2 separate regions of the Mus musculus genome follow, and region 2 is linked to region 1. A link is a contact called in public Hi-C data. All regions are on one chromosome and are shown on one strand. The core of a region is the stretch at or near the end of the contact, and the rest is flanking DNA. Distances in the headings are between cores, read along the strand shown.

The links. Hi-C and Micro-C count contacts between places; a contact is called where the count stands out from the background.
Region 2: a Hi-C map of pre-pro-B cells shows a contact between it and region 1, with 2.4 times the contacts expected there. The contact joins two enhancer-like sites. A contact is called at or near these places in 2 of 484 Hi-C or Micro-C datasets (granulosa cells and pre-pro-B cells) and 1 of 9 other capture datasets (pancreatic islet).

Annotation. Positions count from the first base shown.
Region 1 is chr5:39,537,732-39,541,767 of GRCm38.p6, reverse strand. It overlaps 4930513D17Rik (RIKEN cDNA 4930513D17 gene), which reads left to right. Exons shown (of 6, transcript NR_045416.1): 2 at 2,784-2,890. Among named protein-coding and RNA genes, the nearest start is that of Gm25377, 19 kb to the right of the region's middle. Within about 2 kb of position 1,452, at least 3 of the 459 cell types and tissues checked have an H3K27ac peak or open chromatin away from gene starts, as enhancers often do. A contact at or near this core is called in pre-pro-B cells, where this site is marked.
Region 2 is chr5:39,629,333-39,633,315 of GRCm38.p6, reverse strand. The region is part of intron 1 of Hs3st1 (heparan sulfate (glucosamine) 3-O-sulfotransferase 1); the gene reads left to right. Among named protein-coding and RNA genes, the nearest start is that of Hs3st1, 13 kb to the left of the region's middle. Within about 2 kb of position 2,430, at least 42 of the 459 cell types and tissues checked have an H3K27ac peak or open chromatin away from gene starts, as enhancers often do. A contact at or near this core is called in pre-pro-B cells, where this site is marked.

The DNA of each region.
Region 1 (4,036 bases), core at 203-2,702:
AATCAATTTGTTCTTGGTTTACTTTCCTTTGGCTAATAGAAATTTCAACCAGTTTAGTTAAGAACTTATTTAATCTACAACAGATAGGTTTTGGTGGTCCATTGTTTGAAACATTCTTGTCCCGAGAAATGTAGACTAGAACTAGAATGTATAATGGGCCTCTCCCAGATCAACCATATTAGTTGAGTATAGAGAAGAGAAAATTTTAATTTATAAACATGTCAGAGGGAGGGAATAGATGCCAGGAAAGGAATATTATGTTAAAAATGAATAGTTTTGTATAATACATTGTGGTAATATTTCTAAGGCAGAATTGAAAAAGTTTTCAGTCTATTTTACTTGACTTTTCAACAATAGCACAATTAATTGAATTACATTGAATAGAATTACTATTGCTTTTAAACTCTTTTTCTGTTTGTACTCTGTTTCCTCTGCAAACTTGTAATTGAATAATTAACTCTTTGTGCCCCCCTCTTCCCAGCCCCATTCTTTTTTTTTTTTTCCCTCTTTGCATATTTTATTCTAAATGTCCTTATGGAGCACCAGTTTCGCAAATAGTGCTCTCTCAGGACCCTATCTTGATTTCTAAGGCCTACATGGTAGTCTCAACCTTCCCACGTCATCTTCACAGGTTTCTGGAGCCAAACATAAAAGCTTCTCTTTGCACCTTGCTCCTCAGCCACCCTCCTCTCACTTGGTGCTTGATGCAGCTCCTTTGCAGAAATAGCACAATGGAAGGTGACATTTTATTGAGATGTCTGCCTCTAGTAATTCTAGAAAGGTAAAGGCGAATTTCATTCACTCACAGAATACTTGGGGATCAAACTCTAAGCAAATGCCAAACAAGTAGGTTTTGTAAGATCTTTCCCATGTATTTGTCATTTCAAAGCTGAAATGTTGGTTGAGAGTGTAAATAAATTTAAGAAGTGATGCCTAGGTGCTCTCATGTCATCTGTACCTTTCTATGAAACTATCTATTCAGATATTGGGCTGCAATATTCACAGGTACTGACAAACAGACCAGGAATTTAAGGTGTTGTCTATCCTATTGTGAAGGCCATAAGTTCACAAACATTGAGGGAGTACTGGAAGCAGGAAATTAACAGAAGCAGCCAGCAAAGGTTTGGTTGTAAATGTCTTCCAGCCCCTGCATCATGCACAGCTGGAGCTCAGTGCTGCGAGTGAAACAGATACTGAGCCACTGTAACTCATAAAGTCCTAACTTCGTCATGCTCTACAATGATGCACACACACACACACACACACACACACACACACACACACACACACAAAACCATCATGAGAATGAAGAGGTAGGGCCCTTCCTGGGGTCGAAATTTGGATTTGGGAAGGACTATTTTGGAAAATATTTTGGGGAGTTCTTTATGCAAGAGAGTTCAGAAAATAGATATATTATTTGGGAACAGAAAGTGAGTTTCTACTGTGAGAAGTAAATATTAATGCTCAGATTACACTATTGGCATGTAATCGTGGCATGGCTAGTGGAAAGTATAGCAGAAACCGCTTTCCTCGGCTCAATGAAATAGCCAGAATGATGAGGCCATGGGATACGTCTTTTAAAAAAGGGACTATCAATCTTCTAAAGGAGTCCTCAGGTAACTTTATGAAAAATCTTACCCTTTTTATCACAGTTATGAAGATGATGAACATGATATGGGTGATTCAGTCAAAGATGTTCATCGCTGTAATGCTGGTGGATAATTACTTCTGCATTTTGTGAAGATCAGTTCCAAAGCATAGCTTAAGAATCACTTCCAGGGACTAAACCACATACCAAAGAGTACACATGGAGGGACACATAGCTCCAGCTGCATAAGTAGCAGAAGATGGCCTTGTCAGTCATCAATGGGAAGAGAGCCCCTTGGTCCTATGAAGGGTTGATGCTCGAGTGTAGGGGAATGCAGGGCCAGGAAGCAGAGGTGGGTGTGTTGGTAAGCAGGAGGAGGTGAAAGGGGATAGGGGGCTTGGGAGCAGGGAACCAGGAAAGGGGATAACATTTGAAATGTAAATAAAGAAAATATCTAATAATAAAAAAGAAAAAAAAAGAATGTGTGCTTTGAGGTAGATACATTTCAAGTTCCAACCATCTGGTTATCAGGTATCTGAACTTGCATGAATATGATGGGGCTTTTGGGATCTCTAATGCCATTGTGTGACTATCATATCTGACAGAGTGGTGAGGCTAAAATTATGAAGCTCTAGTCAAACCTAGGATCAAATATTTTAGGAACTCAGCTACTGTTATTTATTATGTGCTGTAAAATTCCATGCTTAGAATAAATCTTAGTGCATTCATTTCTAATACCATAGGCAATTTAGTGTTCTACTTTGAGCTGTTCTTTTGTGAGAAGAAATTTTCATGATATAATATTCAGATTCAGATATTGTTGGTAGCTAAAAATAAAAGGCTATGTGTAATCAACCCTCTTTGTTGACATTTAGGCTCTTTGAACATTTTTGCAATTACAAATAATTTTGTGATGAATGTTTATAACTAATCTCTTTTTAAGAACATTTCTGAAATGAAAGTATTGAATTAAATATTACAGATATGCATAAAGCATATGATACATGTTGCTAGATTGCTTTCCCAAGAGGTTGCATCAATTTATACAAAATTACTAATGCATGAAAGTTAGTCCTCCCTTTGTATACTTGAAAATTCATACTACCCTTTTAAAGTATCTTTGAACATTTGATATTAAGCAATGTGGTTTCTTTGTGATGATTTTAATTTTTCCTAATTTTCCTTTGATTACTAGGAATTTTGAACATTTATCTGATGCCTTAGTAATAAATCCATTTCCTCCATGGAAAAGATGGTCTTTACTCATTTATGCATGGACAGTGAAGTTCTTCTCTTCTTGATGTAAGTGTGCTATATGTTATTATTGATAATGTATTGGATTCTGTTTTGAACACCGTTAAAAATTTTCCAATATTGAATTTATTTAGCCCTTTTATATACACAACTCTTTTCATTTTATTGTTGAATTAACATGTCAAATATGAATGTCTTGGTCCATTGTGCTTCTATACCTATCATTCATATGTATATGTATATGTATATATATATATATATATATATATATATATATATATATATATATATATATATTCTTTTCATCAGAACCACCCATATGGAAGTCTTTGTAGATTTATGACATTTTAGTACCTGACAAAATTACTTCTCTAAATTATATTACTGTTTTAAAACAATTCGTCATTATTGTTATATTCTAATATTCTATGGGATAAATTTGGATTAATCTTTTTTATTTAAGTAGACAATCTACTGGGATTTTAACAGAAATTGAATTCTTCTTTTAAGCTATCTAAAAAGAAATAATAGTTTCAGTGTTCTCATCTTGATATATGTTTTCTATTCTGGTCATTCAAGTGTTAGTTTAGATTTCTCAATATATGTTGAGGTTTTCACACAACTCGCCTAACACATTTCTTGTTGGAAATATATCCAAATAATTTAGTCTTAAGTTGTAATTAAAAGGATATTTCCTAAATAAAAAAAAGTATCTACTTTCTTCACTATGTAAATATATAGTCTGTTCAGTTTACCAAACTCTCATTGTTTGTTTTGGTTGATATCTCCATGTTCCCATGGTCACCATTGAGTACAAGGCAAATTATCTCCAAACTAAGTGGATTTAGGGAACAATATCTTAGAGTGTGTGTGGATCAAGAATCAAACGCAGCTTAGCTAGTATCTACATTCAGAACCTCAGCAGCTATAATCGGGCTGTCATTCAGGGGAGCATCTTTAAAGATGAGTCGTCTTTAAGCTCAGCAGGATGAGCCTCTTCCAAGCTCACCCATGTGGCTTTGGGCTAGATTTTTCTTCCTTATGCTCCGATGGACTGAAAACCTTGGCTCTTTGCTCTCTAATGAATAGGAGCCATACTTTGCTTCTTGCCACACACAGTAGCTACTGGGAGTTTGATTCATGAGGATGAGGGGAAAGAGTACATACATGCAAGACACATGAGGAGACAAAGAG
Region 2 (3,983 bases), core at 1,181-3,680, 91 kb before region 1:
TCTTGGGGAAACCCTTTTAGAGTGGCATCCTGTATGCTCTGTCCTTCCTACTCCCTCTGCCACTCTGAGTTCCTTGTGTGGAGGATCTCTTTAAAGGGATGCTACATTCATCCTTTCTGCATCCTCCATGGGTGTAAGACCACACATAGGGCTAGAGCACTGTTCTGAGAGTAGTTTGGAGTTTACTGTGATGGCAAACACAAGAAAATATCCCCGAACAGGAAAGAGGTGTTTTTCCATCTTATTTCACATTTGGGAAGTGATTTTGATTTTTAAAACCTTCATTGCCTTATCTGTAAAATATGTTTTACTAATTGATGGGCAATCTTATTTGTAATATATAGAGAACAGTCATTAGGAAACCTGGCACATCGTTGGTATCATGGTGGCACCTGATACTCATTGTTAGTGTCTCTTGTTGGAAAAGCAGATTTTAGTTGAAAACCAAGAATACCATCTTGAGTATAGTTCACTGACCCTTTTATGTGTTGGTGCCCCACACTAGTGTAGTGAAAGCTCCCAGTGTCCCTCAAACATGTGATCTCAGTACTTTGCTCTAAAGGAGGGGGGCATTGACCTGGGGCCTCGCTGTCCTTTAAGCAGGAAGAGAATTCTCAAAACCCTTTAGATTTCCCCAATAGTTCCTAGCCATCAAAAATTAGCCCACAGGTAAATAGGTGTGTGTGTGTGTGTGTGTGTGTGTGTGTGTGAATACAAATATAATAGGAAACTGAGGCACAGAGGCATTCGAAACAATGAAAGCAGAAAATTAATTGTCAATGGAAAGCTCAAATTGATCTCTCTTTGAGCAACTATTATAGCTGTGTTTGTACAGGGCAGGCAGTGATTGATCAGGCTGAACTTCATAACTTCTTTTTTATTGCTATCTTCAGCTAAAATACAGATCTTTTATCTGTCTGCTTTCCTCTCTTCCCCTCAGCTGGCTCTATAACATTTGCAACCATTCACAGTCTTCAATATTTCCCCTTGTTAGTCTTTCCTGATGTCCTGGGCAATCTTTACAAAACTCAGAGATAAACAAACTCCCCTGTCCCCTGGTGCAATGGGAAATCTCAGAAACTGCAGTGTTATATGTTTAGACATAGTTGTGATCTCATACCAGGACATATGCAAGGTACAGATGCCACCTTGGGAACGTAAACCACTTCTCTCTTCCTTGGCTATTCACTCATAATTTCAATTTATACAATTCTCTTTGCGCATTTATTTAATATTAAATCTATTTCAGGAGATGGAGTTATAGAGTATGGGGAATTTGCCAAAAGACGCCCCTATAGCCCAGCAGACTATTGTTGGTACATAATAACTGTTGAATGAAAACACCAGAGAACCTGCTACCCGCCTTTTCAGTCTTCATGATTAAGTGCAATGATGCATTTAATGGTGATTTTAATGACAGTCCATTTAATTAGTTGGAGCATTTAATGCATATAGTAGGTGTGTAAATGTTCTCTCTTCTTGTTCTGTTTTGCCTTTAAAAAGTGAAAGTATTAATGAGCTTCCAAGTTGGGCAGCTGGTGTGTCCACTGAAATCCCTCCCCACTTCATTTTCTGTAGTCTAATAAAGGGAGCCCTGTGATTTTCGCCACATGGATCAGGGCCATGAGTATCCCCACATCTAGGGCACATTGCCTCTTGTTCCAGAGCCTCTTTGCCTTTTGTCTTCAATGTCACTCTGGGTCATCCTTACGTTCTTTCTGGGTGATTCCCTGATACATCCATATCCCATGGCAAATCATGTCCTGGGTGGAGACCAGCACAGATTTCTTTTCCAGGTACATGATGGCCCTATGCTTTGGTTCTTAGGGAGGGAGGACCTGTGAATTTAGGAGCCATCTCCTGTTTGCTACATTGGGGTGTGTTTGGTTTCCCTTCAGGCTGCGACCTGATCTGCTTAAAACAGTGGTTGCTGCTCTCTTACAGGAGCCCTGAGAGACTTGAGTGTGCAGGGCCCTGTCGTCAGCCTCCATGAAGCAAGCAACTCAAATCAGAGATCGTGAGAAGTAGGCTGTCACCTCACGCTTAAGTGACTTGAATAAGCGAGACACATCTCCTGGACTGGGAAAGCGCTAGTCTTCCAGAGGATGTGGTTATAACCACTGTTGACTTGGCTATGTCCCTGAGGACTTGGGTCCCAGACAACAGGACAACTAATTCTGCATGTTGCTTGGTGCCTTGCCCTAAGTCCTGGTGCAACAGTGCAATAGAGAATGAAATGTATGTAGATGGATTTGCTGAGCGAGGTTCAAGGGACGGATGTGGTCCTTGTAGTTGGGAAGTGAAAGTACTATTATTATGAATTCGAAGTTCACTTATTATAAATAGAAACATCAGCTTTGAGGGCAAGCTCATGTGTGAGTTCAGAAGCACAGCTGCCCCTTGTTGTCTAAGGAAGTTAACTCAGCCTGTGTAGGTAGCCCTTCCGTAGTCAAGGTCCTTGCTTCCCCTTCTCTGCCTTTGGCTGGGATCCCTCACCAGAGCCTTTCTGTGAAAGAGCTCTCCTGGGGTTCAAGTCTCTTGTTTCTAGGACACCATTATTTTTGAGTCTTGCAGTCTGAGCCCGCTCATACTGATCCCCATTCTCAGTCTCAGCTTTGTCACATACATCCCAAATGAAGCTATGGAAGAGCCTTGGGTTGACATCAGGCCACGTGGTAGGAATCTGGTCGCAGGGCTTACTAGGGTTGGGCCTAACTGGCTTAGACAGGCCAGTGCGTGAGGTTATTGTTACCTGCTCTCTTTCCTTACCTGAGTAGATTTTAAGGTCCATTATAAAGACCAGGCTAGGAAACTTTGTGTCCTGTAGTCTGCCTTTTTTTTTTTCTTTCTGTTATTGTTTTCTCTGTAAGGAAAAATATGCAACATTTTTGTATTGAGGGGGGAACCTTTTCTCTCAAGTGTAAGTGTTTGGACTGTTGCAATTTCCTATCATTCTTAGGACAGTTATTTAAGGGGACAGATATAGCTCTTTCAAAATCTAGATTATTGTTATCATTTTTGTCCAGGTTACAGCAGAGTATATGCCATCAAGTTCCTGTATATGGAAAGTCTTTGCATCAGGAAAGTCAGGGTGGATTTTATAATAGTGCACTGAATTCTCATGTTCTCTCAAGTAGAGCCGCAGAGTGGCCTTTCTCCCTCTCTAAATGGAAAACTGACACCCTGAAGGAAAAGTATGGCCTCCAAGGAGACAGACCTGAGGCAGGATTTATTTTCTTTACCTGTTTCCCTATCCCTGTGCTGTGGCATGGACCTCAGTCAAAAGTGCTGACCTCTGTTCTTGTTTTCCAAGGCCTCCAAATCATCTTCGGTGTCTTCTGCAAGAAGCACACTGCAAACTTCTTTCAGTTGCTCATGTCATATCAGTTCCAGTCGTTTACCTCTGGTTGTGGAAGTGGCTGTTTCTCTGTCCATAATATCCTTGCACAGTGGGCCCTTGGGGAAGAGACATTCAAATGCATCCTGTCCATAACAGCGTACTGCAGTCTCATCTTACTTCATTCTTGTAATGACTAAACATCCTTTAATAGGCTGTTCTTTAGCCTATTTCATCTACTCCATACCAGATCTTTAGTTCCATTAATATTCATTGAATAAGTAGTATCAACTGTGATCTGAAAACAGTAGATTTCCCTATTAATTGTGATTTCTCTATTAAAAACAGTTCCCTTCCTCCCCCACTCTTTATCAAGAATACCTTAGCAACTTGCAAATTTGAAATGTGTTGTTGCATTTAACATGTGTGTGTTAGACTGATGGTAAGTGATAAGGGTTTATGGCTAACCCCTTGTCCTGTTTGGAATCTGAGGTAACTACTATGACACAAGAAAACGTGTCTTAATTTTCTGAATGTTTCTCTTTTAAGATGTCCTAATTACTTCCCTGTTCAAGTGAGGTCTACAATATTCCCAAGTCTTGAGCAAGGTCACAAAGAACTCAGAGCACAAAGCTGAACTGGGCCC